4 separate regions of the Mus musculus genome follow, and all the other regions are linked to region 2. A link is a contact called in public promoter capture Hi-C data. All regions are on one chromosome and are shown on one strand. Each heading gives the region's core, a stretch centred on a gene start, on an enhancer-like site or on the middle of the called end of the contact. The rest is flanking DNA. Distances are from core to core; before and after follow the strand shown.

Evidence for each region. Promoter capture Hi-C pulls out the DNA fragments that hold promoters and counts their contacts.
Region 1: a promoter capture Hi-C map of pre-B cells shows a contact between it and region 2, with 5 times the contacts expected there. The contact joins the promoter of Nucb2 here to the promoter of Knop1 in region 2. A contact is called at or near these places in 1 of 39 promoter capture datasets (pre-B cells) and 1 of 9 other capture datasets (adipose tissue).
Region 3: a contact with region 2 is called in a promoter capture Hi-C map of pre-B cells, with 6 times the contacts expected there. The contact joins the promoter of 1700003G18Rik here to the promoter of Knop1 in region 2. A contact is called at or near these places in 2 of 39 promoter capture datasets (the 3T3-L1 cell line and pre-B cells) and 1 of 484 Hi-C or Micro-C datasets (CD4 T cells).
Region 4: a promoter capture Hi-C map of liver shows a contact between it and region 2, with 2.7 times the contacts expected there. The contact joins the promoter of Igsf6 here to the promoter of Knop1 in region 2.

Annotation. Positions count from the first base shown.
Region 1 is chr7:116,502,899-116,505,993 of GRCm38.p6, forward strand. Nucb2 (nucleobindin 2) reads left to right here and starts at 1,471. Exons shown (of 14, transcript NM_001130479.2): 1 at 1,471-1,586.
Region 2 is chr7:118,854,429-118,857,832 of GRCm38.p6, forward strand. It overlaps Knop1 (lysine rich nucleolar protein 1), which reads right to left and starts at 1,570. Exons shown (of 5, transcript NM_023197.3): 1 at 1,195-1,570. The coding sequence starts at 1,348. Iqck (IQ motif containing K) reads left to right here and starts at 1,324. Exons shown (of 9, transcript NM_001374605.1): 1 at 1,324-1,533. The coding sequence starts at 1,347.
Region 3 is chr7:116,091,759-116,094,765 of GRCm38.p6, forward strand. It overlaps 1700003G18Rik (RIKEN cDNA 1700003G18 gene), which reads right to left and starts at 1,391. Exons shown (of 4, transcript NR_029433.1): 1 at 1,304-1,391. It overlaps 1110004F10Rik (RIKEN cDNA 1110004F10 gene), which reads left to right and starts at 1,622. Exons shown (of 5, transcript NM_019772.2): 1 at 1,622-1,767. The coding sequence starts at 1,705.
Region 4 is chr7:121,073,112-121,076,072 of GRCm38.p6, forward strand. Igsf6 (immunoglobulin superfamily, member 6) reads right to left here and starts at 1,419. Exons shown (of 6, transcript NM_030691.1): 1 at 1,328-1,419. The coding sequence starts at 1,394. All of the region lies in intron 4 of Mettl9 (methyltransferase like 9), which reads left to right.

The sequences.
Region 1 (3,095 bases), core at 221-2,720, 2.4 Mb before region 2:
GTCTCTGCTCTCAATCCCTCAGTGGAAGCAGAGCCACAAAACAAAAAATGGACAACATTCTAAAACACAAAAGGAGCTTAGCTTTGGGATATTATTCAAAGTAAGTGGACGAGAGGTGTGGATAAGAGTTAAAATCTAGAGGCTGAGGTTTTGGTTTAGTCACCATCCCAAGAATGGCCGAGTTAGTACAATGTGACTGACTCTTTTTTATAGACTGTAAGTGTGTGTGTGTGTGTGTGTGTGTGTGTGTGTGTGTGTGTGTGGCTGTTACTGACCCCATTTTATACACAAGGAAATGGAAGCATAGTGCTCTGATACCTTCTTTAGGATGGGTTAGAAAAGTTGAGTGTTGCAAGAGAGAAGTCTGATCTCTAATGGTGCACACAGCCATTAACCCACGTTGTGTCTTGCTAACAGTGGTTTCCATTGCAGTCTACCCTCCCCTGGATCTGTGGGTTCTTCGTTTGTAGATTCAACCAACTAGAGATAGAGAGAATGAGACAGAGAGCGAGCGAGCGAGAGTGCTAAGTGCCAGCATTCGTGTGTCTCTCTCTGCTTCCTGATACCTTGTGCCAGCTGCCTCAAGCTTCTTCTACTGCTGTACTGAAGCACACCCTTAAACTGTGAGCAAAACAAACAAGCAAAACCCCAAAACCAAACCAAACCAAACCAAACCAAACCAAACCAAACCAAACCAAACCAAACCCCTCTTCCTTCTTTAACTGCTTTTCTTAGTATTTTTCGTTGCAGCAAGGAGACCAGCCAGTCAGTACACAACCTAGGACCTTTTTCTTTGGGTTGAAAAACAAAACAAAACAAAACAAAACAAAACAAAACACCCTAAAAATCAGTCAGGTGCGAGTAACTGGCACTCACGCTTCAAAACCAGCTCCAAGGCTCTAAAGCTTTTCTACCCTCCAAGCACGTACAAAATGCCCCACGGTTAAAATGTTGTTAATGTTAAATGTGTTGAAGATGTCTTGACTCCACGGGGCAGAGAGAAGAAAAATCTGTATCTGAGAGGTAAATGCTATTAAGTCACAGGGACTCAGGGACCACGATAAGGAGGGTGGGGGTACGTTAAATACCAGTCTGAGTCCCTGCAGGAAAGAGGCTCTCCAAGACTCACAAGAGGGCTACCACTTTTTTCTCCACCACTGTGGGCGCTGCAGGCTCATGCCAGAGACCAAGAACCTGGCAAACCCTAAGATTTTGTGGGGGATCCCCGGGCATCACTTCACCCTACTAAGCCATGCACTAAGAGCTAGTCTAAGACAGCAAGGGAAGGAAGAGGCGCGGCTTCCTCACGCTTCGGAGAGCGCCACGTCCCTCTTGGCTAGTTCTTCCAGAAGCGCCTTCGCGTAGGCGCGTCCCTGGACCAGTTCACCAATAGGAGTCCTCCGCGATCCGGAGCTGGACCAATTAGCGGCTGTGGGGGGAGGAGGCAGTCACCATGGCAACCAGGAGGCGGGCACGCATTAGGCTGTGGATCAGAGCAAGGCGGAGGGCCGTGGGCAGGGAAAACTGGTGTGCTCGCGGCGGGCATCAGTCGGCTTAGCCTCGCGCGCCGGGACCCTGCAGAGAAGGTCAGTGGCGCGGAGCAGGGTGTAGATCCCAGCCTCGAGGAGGCTGGACGGGTCACAGAAGAGAGGGCGCAGGTCTGTTCTTGCCCTGCCCATGGTTGTGGGCATGGAGGGCCGAGTTCTGGGCGGGCAAGGTTGGGGAGGGTCTCCCAGCTGAAGCCGGAGGCGTCGGGTCCACTCCACCACTCTTCTAGCTACAGAGCGCTTGAGCTTTTCTTCCGGGTGGGTAGCACGAGCAGGCAGAGTAGGTGCTGGACCCAGACTGGGGCGGGGTACGTGGGCGAGGGGCTCGCCCACTGGTGAGGTCTCTGGACCTATCGATTCCCGGCTGATGCTCCGCGCCCCCCCGCCCCCCTCCAGTTGTGGAGCAAAGCTAGGCCCAGGAACACAGCTCTTCCCCGGGGTATGTGAAACCAGCATCTGCCACTAAGGAGAAAGTTCCTGCCAGCTGTAGTATCGTTTGCCCCAAAGTGACAAATTAGGTGAAAGAGGATACATTTTGATTTAGGGGGAAGAGAAAGATGTTACTTTCTTGTTGCACCTGCTGAATGTTACCTCCGTGGGCTGGTGTGGTTATTGTGGTTGATACAGACAGCAGTCTTACCAGACAGTTATTTTGCAAAATCAGAAAGGGGTGGAGGGGAAGAGAATGAAAATGAACAGGAACCCTTGTTCTGATAATTTATACCTTTTACACGGGTTAATGTACCTTTTACACAATTGAATGCCGAGTGCTATCATCTAAGTTTCTTATTTAAGAAACTGTGGATAAATAATATACATTTTATCCCCCTCCCCAATCATCCTGATTTTGACAAAAGGCAGGAAAGTGGTGACTCACACAATATCAGCTGTTAGGGGAGCCTGAGGCAGGAGGATACGGGGCTTAAATGAAAATATTTGTTATAGTGAGTTACAGTTAATTTTGGGATTTCCCTACAGGAAAGCTTAAAATGTTGAGATGATTGTCCCAAAGAATTGTCAAGAGGTGATAGTATTCTACCAGGCATTTGGACCAGGGAGCCTTTGGCTATTTAAATTGCTTCTTAAGGTCTTCCCTGGCTGGTTTTGTTAAGAAACTGGACTTGAGTAATGCTCAGATTATTTTATCTTAGAAATTGTATCAGGAGTTTTCCCTCACATAAGCTGTGTTATGGTTCTATAAAACTCAAATTCAACAAATAATGGTCCATGTTCCAACACATGTTCCTTGGTTAACACAATTAACAGGGTTGCACATTAAAATAATGGAAATTTAGGATTACAAATGAAATCTCAGATAGTATCACTCTAGTTATTAGGTGAGCACAGGACTCTCCATCATTAGGTTTGTCTGATGTGGGTCAAAAATTCATTTCCAAGAGCCATCTAGATGACTCGGTGGATAAAGGCGCCCGCAGCCAAGCCTGATCTCCCTCTGAGTTTGGTCCCAGTGACCCATAGGGTAGAAGGGGGCACCAGCTTCTGCAAGGTGTCCTTTAAAACATCCATAAATACATTGTAACAATTCCT
Region 2 (3,404 bases), core at 320-2,819:
CTAGGCCAGACTTGAGCCATATCAAGTCCACTCTCACCTTGCTTTAGGCGCACACCTTTAATCCCAGCACTCCGGAGCCAGAGGCAGGCAGATTTCTGAGTTCAAGGCCAGCCTGGTCTACAAAGTGAGTTCCAGGACAGCCAGAGCTATACAGATAAACCAAAAAAAAAAAAAAAAGAAAGAAAGAAAGAAAGAAAGAAGATGCCCCCACAGACATGTATAATCTTATACACCAATATTATGGTGGCATTTTTCTCAACTCCATAATATTGAACATGGTTTTCCAGTTTGACCAATAGGATGGTAGAGTCAACCCTTGAGGCAGAAGTGGAGGGTGACTGGGCAGCTGGATGAAACAGCTGCCTTGATATAACTCACTCAGCATGTGTACTGTAGGGCTGAGGCAAGGAAGTCACTCTCGCCAACAGAGACGACATAAACAGGACTTCAGGGATGATAATTAACAAGAAAACATAACTGGGCCTCAAGACATACTGACTTTTAGAGGACATAGGAAGGGGACTCACAAAGGAGAGAAAGATACAAGTCCCGACAGGCCAGTATCAAGTAAGACCATGATGATTCTACAGGATTAGGGCCAGTGATCACGAAAAATAACCCGGACAAAAAGGTCCCAGGCGTCAGCTTAACCCACTTCTTTGTTTTGCCACTCAGCCAACAGCAACATACTCTTTTCCATCCCTTTAACTGTACTTCACTCGCGAGAAGTGGAACCGAACCTACACTGCATCACCTGCAAACACAAGCTTTCTTCAAAAGCGCCTTGTTTTTGAGACAAAGTTTGACTACGTCGCTAGGGCTGATCTGCATCCCGCGTGCCGGGGTTATAGACGTGGGCCACTATGCCCAGTGTGAAGGCACTCTTAAATTCCCGCGGCAGCAGTGGATAGGGTTAGTGTGACCAATAAGCCTCACAGGCCTCGGAGACTGTAACTCACTAGGTCTCAAAGTCAACAAGGTGCAAAACACGGACTCGAGCCAGAGGAGCGTGTGCTGCCCTCACCAACCGCAGGCTGCTTGCTAGCCAGGATCATCCCCATGCCTACTCCAAGGCGGGACGGCTTGGAGAGAAACCGAGGGCTGCAGGCGAGTTGGGGGTGACTTATCTTTGTTTTCCTCTCCCCCAGCGTGCAGCACCTTCCTCGGGGCCCCGCACAAACCACCCGCACTCACCTGGTTCGCTAGCAGGCCAAGCGTCCCCGCGTGAGCAGCCGCGCAGCCGCGATCCGGAAGTCAGCTTCGACTTTCTGGCCCGCCCCCTCGAAATCCTTCTCCTTCCGGGTCGCGGCCTCCCGGTGCCCTGGGTTGCTGTAGAAACCGCGTCCATGGCGGCGCCGAGACTTGTATCCAGCCGCAGCGTGCTGCGTGAGGAGGCGAGCGGCTCCGCGGATTCGCCGATCACTACGCGCACGCCGGTGCCCGCAGTGTCGCCCGGGTCTCCCGAAGTGCTCGTGTCACCCCCGCAGGTCGTCGAGCCGCCGGGGAAGAGCCTATGGGATCAGATCTGCGAGGGTAGGCGCCCCGCCGCTGGTCGGGCCGGGCGGGACGCGGGCGGGACCCGCCGGGACGCGCGTTCCAAGCCTCTGTGCGCCAGGCGGGTGACGCGCGCGGGCGGAGGAGCCGAGCCTTAGGCCCACACGCGGAGAAAGAGGTTGGCGTATGTCTTGGATTCCGGTGCGACCTCAGGCAACAGGCTCGCAGAAGGAAACCCGGTCAGAGAGTTGCGTAGTGTGAAGCTTCAGGGTAGAGACCCGGACCGCCCGCAGATCGCCCGAGGAAGCAGGGAATGAATGAACTCTGTAGACAGGCTCCGGTGATACTCAGGAAGTATTTTGGTGTGGACAAATAGATTTTGATCTCCACTTGCCCCAAAGCCTTTCTGAAGCCCCACAAGCAGGCTAGATCACTTGTTCCTTTGTAGCCCACGAACCTTGGTCATGGGGTCTTGTAATAGTCGTACAGCGGGCATAACAATGGTACCTATGTCGTGGTGTTAGGAGGTAGAACCACGTAGTCACAGATCCTAGGTTACAGGAAGAGTGTTAGTTTTCCTTCATTCCAAAGCCTCCAGATCTCAAAGGCAAGAGACACAGATTCATTCATAATAAGTCCGCTGTCTATCCCTTCTCCCTTTTCTCTCGCCTTTTTGGACTACAGACTGGCTTCCAGCTGAGTATCCTCCTGCCTCAGCCTTCCAGCTACTGAAAGATTTTCATTCTTGTGGCATTGGCTGTCCAATACAACACTAATAGAACGTTCAATAATCTGTGCTGTTAAATGGGTTTGGGGTGTAATTTGGGACTGGCAGACTAGAAGAACCAAATTTCTTATTTTACTTAATTTTGATAAATTTAAATAGCAATATTTATGGAATAGTTCCAGGTCAGTAAATGTTTCGTGAATGGAAACAGTGAATTTGTCAGTGTATAGAGGGAAAAATGGTGACTTGGAAGAAGTGGTGAGTTCAGAGGAAGAAGAGAAGAGTCAGTCAGTCCTCCCAGACCACAGGGCTTGCATTACTCCTTCCCTGTAACCTTTGCTTTAGAGAAAAGGTTTCACCCTGATGTTCTTGTAAGTTCTACCCTTAGGGTCCTTACCCGAGGAACTATCTGCAGCAATATTCAGGTGTCTATATACTTACTGTCTTTCACCCAGAGGATTCACTTTTCCAAGCCAATAGATCTTCATAGTACAGTTTATTGTATAGTTTGATACTTTTCTTATTGCTGTGAAAAATATCTGACAAAAGCAACTCAGAGACTTATTTGGGCTCACAGTTTGAGGATATGGTACATCATCCCAGTGGGGGCTCCTGGCAGCCGGTCCCGTTTGCATCCACAACTAAGAAACAGAGATGGATTCTGGGGCTCAACTCACTTCCTTCCTTTTATTCAGTCCAGGACCACTAGCCCACAGCAGTGTTGCTGCCCCGTCAAATTGGTAATATCACAAGTAGTACTGGGGAAGGTGCTCTTTGAGGGGGATAATTCCTACCTCACAGGGCTGTAGTGGGAACCAAGTGAGATAATGAGAAGATGCTCTGGACTTTGAAAGGCTCAATACATGGTCATAAATATTGATACTTTTTTTTGTCTTTTCTTGTGGAATCAGTTTCTGTGGGGTGTGTTATACCTGGATAAAAGCAAGGACAAAGGGTTTTAGTGCTCTCTGAAAAGCAAGGGAATTGATGTCACTTACAAAATAATAGCTGTTGAGCAATGGGGGTAGAGATGACCTATTTTATACAAGGCCACTGTGACTTCAACCTAGATGACTGTCCTAGTTATTTTTCTGTTGCTGTGATAACACTGACCAAAGGCAACTTGGGGAGGAAAGGGTTTATTTCAGTTTACAGGTTCTAGTCCATTGTTGAAGAACACCAA
Region 3 (3,007 bases), core at 141-2,640, 2.8 Mb before region 2:
AAAAGCTAGTCTCTGCTTCAAAAATAAAGGAATTGGATCTATGACTGCATAAATTAAGAAACTGTCTTCCCTGTGTGCATAGCTCTAAGTCCTGATGTTTGGGATAGGGGCGGGGGGTGGGGTACTGTTTTTATTTTATTTTTATTTTTTATTTTTATTTTGAGAGGAGGTCTTACTATAGACTCGGCTGACAAACCACACATTACTTAGAAGAGGATGATCTTGAATTTCTTATCTTCCTTCACCACCTCCCAGACACTAGGTTCACAGGCATAGTCAGGTTTCACTTTGGGCACAGTTCTATCAGTGGTTCATCGTCATCTGAAATGTAGTTCAACTAGAGTAACTGCTGAGCACAGACACTGACAGGTGTCTCATAGACCACTCGGTATGGGGACTTAAGACTAGCCATGTACTGTTGTCATACTATTTGTTTATACTTGAAAAAAAAATCTTTTTAAAAATCAAGGCTGGAAGTCTTCAGAATGAGTAAGGGCAAGAAAGTCATCCTGACAGTATGTCAGGTTCACCTGTGGATGCAAATTCAGCTATAACATACAGAAGTTTATCTTCAGTATCTGAACACTGGACTACAAGATCTTGCAGGAAGCTTAGTTGGGGCTGGAAAGGGAGCAGGGAAATGAGGAAAAGGGAACTAGAAACAAGATTGCAAATGGGAAGGGCAGCGAATGTATCCATCCTAAGGGGGCGGGGTGGGGGTGGTCTCTTGCAACTAGACTGAGGAGACAGTTGAAACAGGTTGAGACTGCTACTGTATTGTAACTTTAAAGGGGTTTATTATATAGGAAACTTACCCCCCACCCCCACCCCAAGAAAAATAATAAAGATACAGGATTTTTTTTTGGCAGACAGACTTCAGTCGATGAAGTTTCAAATAATATCTACCTTAAAAAGGGATCAGAGAGTTGGGTCACTCTTATCTAGAATACACTAAGCCCAGTGGAAAACGGTCCACAATTCCTGAGGGGTGGAGCTGTTTAGAAAAAAAACGAAAAACAAAACAGCCAATTAACAAGCCTTCAGCTTCACACTGAACTCTATTCAGTAAGAAAAGAAAGGAAGGAAGGAAAGGAAGAGAATGAAGACGTTAGAATATCCCGTGTGAGCAGTAGAGACCACACATTAGGCTGGGGGAAGAAGCCATGTTTTAGGTTTTTGTCTTGGGCCGAGAACTTGTATTCAAAAAGCCTCAAACATTACACTTAAGTCTATGTGTTTAACTATGATGAATGTGTTTACTAACAGGGCAGAACCTCACACACACAAAAAGGCGAAAACCCACTCTAGGTCTGTCTGTGGCAACGAAGCTCTCCGCCAACGATCACCACCATACCCATCCACGGGAAAGCTCCCTCTACACGCCGAAGAAAGCGTAGCCTCCGAGGGCTCTCCCGCCACGCCGCGCGAGATGCTTCGCTCGGCCTCCTGGGAAATGTAGTTTAAGTCACTGAAGACGGCTTAGTCAGGCCAGTAAAGAGTGAGTCCAAAAAAACTACAACTCCCGGTGTGCTCCAGGGTGACGAGCGGCCGCAGCAGTGACGACTGTAGCGGTGAAGGGCCGGAGGGGGCTCTGCGTTCTGGAGTGGCGCTGCTTGGTCCGGCGGCTGGGTGAGGGCTGCTGGTGTCGCGTTTGAGGAGAACTGCGAGTGTGTTTGGCATATCCCCGTCAGGATCCCAGCTACGATGAGTGCTGCCCGGGAGTCTCACCCGCACGGGGTGAAACGTTCAGCCTCCCCCGACGACGATGTAAATAACAATGGATGAGGGTTGAGGCCTAGTGAAGGCTGGGGTAGGCCGGGAAGGGTGGATGGAGGAAGAAGCGCCCGAAGGAAGGGGGCGCAACGAGGGATGTCTTCCTTTTCCTACTAGAATCTGAAGGATTGAAGAGGCCCTGAGCTGAGATACAGAGACCTGCGTAGGAACGGGGGTTGAGGAAGGAAATCCTGAGAAGGGTCGAAAAGGAAAAAGAGCTTAATCGAGATGTCTTTGCGTTTTGGGAAACCGGTGAAGCTCATTTCTTAGTCATTTCAGGATAGATATGTCATAGTCCTGACATTGGTCTAAAACGCTCCTCTGGCAATCGCGAAATGTTCAGTCACATTTGGACAAATTTTCCAGCCCGAATCCTTTTTTGCAGTGTACTGGTAATTGCTGCCCTAACTACACCATTCTTAATAAACAGAGACCAATATTAAGCCGAAGATTGTGGTAGACAGTTTGGGGATGGAATAATGGCGAGGTCAGAGGGAGTGAGACCCAGAAGCGCATTTTGATGTCAGATACCTTTTTCCTGCCCTCTCATGCCTTCAGCTCATCAGTTTAAATAATAAACTGTCCCTTATTAACCTGTTCAGTACTGACTACAATGCCAGATACTGGAATTGAAGATTAATAAAGAGGATGCTTATATTTGTCTTAGCTCTAGCATAGTGTTTAGAAACTGCAGGTAACTTGTAAAATTAGGTTCTTCTATAATGAAATCCCTTGGAAACATTGATGGGGAAGTTGGTGGGAAGGGGACATGAGGAAGTCATCTTTGAGACAGATGAAAGCTGGTCTCGCTTATTCATACACTGTCAGCTTCAGAATTGTAACTTTTAGTGCAGTTTGACATCTTTCATAAGTCCTTTGTGAGCCATAAAAGGTTCCCTGAATTATTTTGTAGTTAATGAGAGAATACTAAGAACCACACTCCTTTGGTTGGAAGATGGGGTGTGGACCAGAATTGTAATAATAGAATAAATTTTAGCCTTGTGAGGAAGATTAGTAATCAATTAAAAAAGAGTGGAGGGATGACTGGTTGTCTGTGAGATTAATTCATGTCCCTTGTCTTCCCTGCGACTGGAATTTAGATCTTCCATTGTTAATACCGCCATTCTGCATTGTTAGGAATTTGTCTAGGTTTTTTTAGTGATCTAGATTGTAGATGTAAAAGAGCTGTTACATTGTTTTCCTCCCAATATCAACTGTGAGTTGATTCCGAGAA
Region 4 (2,961 bases), core at 169-2,668, 2.2 Mb after region 2:
TAGGCCGGGCTAGTGAGGGAGCCCAGCTCTGCCTCCCCATCACTGAGCTGGTGAGTGTGTGCCACCAGGCCTGACTCTTTTATATTGTTCTAGTAACCCTCAGCTTGTACAGCAAGCACTGTACTGAGATATCTCCCCAGCTCCAACACCTGTTATTACTATTAGCATCAGAAGCTAACAATTACTATTATTATTATCATGATATTTTTGAGACAGGGTTACTCTATGTAGCCCTGACTGTCCTGGAACTTGCTCTGTAGACCAGGCTAGCTTTGAACTTAGAATCCGCTTGCCTCTGCCTCCCAGGTGCTGGGTTTGTGCCACCACTGCCCTGCCCAACATTTATTATTATAGAAAATGTCAAACGTACAAAAGTAGCACACAGACCCAGCCTTGCCTAGCGTTCATTAACTGGGGCTTGTTTCAGGTCTCCTCACTATCTCATCCCCTCCTTTTGTTATTATATCTGCAGACATTTCACAATACAGATGGGAAGATAAAGCTTTTCTCTAACTCCAACAAAGCTCTGTACAAAAGTAGTGTATAGTCATGGCAGACAATAGAGCAGTATAAGACATCACCGTGGTTCCTCAGCCAGAAGAGCCACTGTTAACATTTAGGAATAATTCACTCACTCCTCCTCCCCGTGCCCCATCTCCCCTCCCTCTGCATTTCTCCTTTCCTTTTCTTGTGTGTGCTGGAGAGTGAACCCAGACCCTTACATATGCTTGGCAAGTCCTCCACCATTAGGCTACTCTACCATGTATTTACAGATGAGAAAAAAATTAATTACAAGAACATTGGCTCCATTTGTTGCCCTGCAATCCAGATTTAGTGGACAAATCTTAGATTATTTAAACTATGATGAAATAAATAACTTTTATAGTGCTAGAACAGGTAGAGATAGAATTTAAAGATTAGTTATTTTATCAGGTGACTTTTCTCTAGGTCAAGTTACAGCTTTAAATCCAAGTTCTTTTCAGCCTTTAGAAACATTGTGCTATGAAAGTATTAAGCTAATATTGTACAGTGTACATTAGTCCAGAGCTTGCCTGTGTGGGAATTGACTGAGTGACTAGCACAAGTGGTCACAGATTCTCTCTGGTGAGATGTGCTCAAAGCAGCATCAACAACCAAGGGCCGGTAGGAAACCTTTCTTCAGCTATGCTTTAGTACCTAATTCTGTGGGAGAAGTGACCTCCTCCAGCCCCCGACTTACTGTAGTGCTGCCTTCTTAAATTATGTGCTAAGAGCTTAAGTACACAGATAAGGCGAGAAGCAGCGGTCACTTAATGAGCTGGAGAAAAGGAAAGCTTGACCTTCTTACCGACTTGGAAAAGGATCAGGCTGATCTCTGGCCGGAGGCGGCTCCTGCGTGCACTCACGGGGCCCATCTCTGCTGCATGTGCCGCCTTCTCCACTTTTCTCCTTTCAGAAAGGAAGAAGTAAAGAGAGGAACTCATATTAAGGAAGCACAAGCAGGAACTTTTAGAAATTGTGTAAGAATGGTTTGTAATAAGTTTCACCATTTAGAGTTGAGATTTCAGTCTAAGCGTGCGTGTATGTTAGAAACTGCCATGGGCATTTGATATTCTTTGTGGAGCTTGCAGGAGGTCAGTACTCCTCAAGCAGAGCCTGGCATTTTAGAGTGCTCTTACTGATGTGCTCCACTGCAGAGGGCCTCTCAGGGCCAGAAACTGTTAGACGTGAGCAGCAGCAGCAGAGGCCATGTTTCCTGTAGTCCTGGGAGAAAAACCCAGGGAGTGACCAGAGCATCCGGCATGGTAAAAAGGTACACAGCTGCTGTTAAGCTTGTGCGCCTGGCTTGCATTGAAAGATTTCTTGGTGTTGATAAGCAAAATGGCTATGTCCCTTGGTGCTTGCTTTGGGTCTGAGTCACACACAGCACCCCCTCTCCCCCAGCCTTTACTAGTCAAGTGGTTCTTTGTAAGTATCAGGAACTCAGCTGATCAGCAAAAAGAGACTTGTTAACAGGACTTGAAGTGGCTCCTGGAGTCTCAGAAGGCCTGGAGAACCATGTGAACTCCAGGTCAAGAGGAGCTTGAGTCACACTGGGAAACTGGTCTGATGATGGGTACTACGTGCTGCAAATTCTGTCATTAGCACCCACTCATCAGCCCACCTCCCTAGCCACTTGATATTAGTGCTTGCACTTGGCAAAAAGCCTTGTTTTATTCTGGGTCACCAGCTCATTCCAGTCTTGGCAACAGGCTAAGGTGTGGCACCGGTACCCTGCTTCAAGGAAGCCCAGAAAAGCAGCTTCCCCGCCCTCCAAGAACGAACTCCCCTGACAGGGAGAGAATGCAGTGCTGGCCACTGAAACGTGTGTACTCTTCCCTTTCCCCGTGCTCTATCACACGCTGCATCAGAAGCCTCACTATGAATTTAGTGGCATGTCACCACAGCCTCTAAGAGCACACCTAAGTGCACTTTTGGCATTGTCTGTTTGTAGTCAGAGTGTGGCTTGCAGGGAACAGACCTGGCCTGCTTCCCACAGCCCAGGCTCCTACTGCCCATAGGCTTGGAAGGGATTGACAGATGACTTAGGAAATGGGTCAGCTTCTCCTGAAAAGCACTTGTGTTTCTGTGGATAGAAATTTCTCATGAGCCTATTTTAATTTTAAGCCAGGCAACTTCTAGACAGGAAGTTGAGTAAGTGTACGTGATCTCGTATGTCCAAATCTCCTTTCAAATACAAGTGAACCCCATATTCAGTATTCACTGACTAGTTTCTGAGCCACACAGGCAGCTCAGTCAGTGTAGGCTCTGGATGAAGGCAGCCTGGGAACAGCACTGGATGCAGGCGGCCTGAGAGCATCACTTTGGGTAAGTTCTCTCACTCCTTCTAGGCTCTGTCCACTTGCTTTGAAGAGAGTGGAGCTGTTTAGAGATGGTGCACCCAGGGCATCAGTGCCTGGAACACTAGCTCTCCCTGTACTT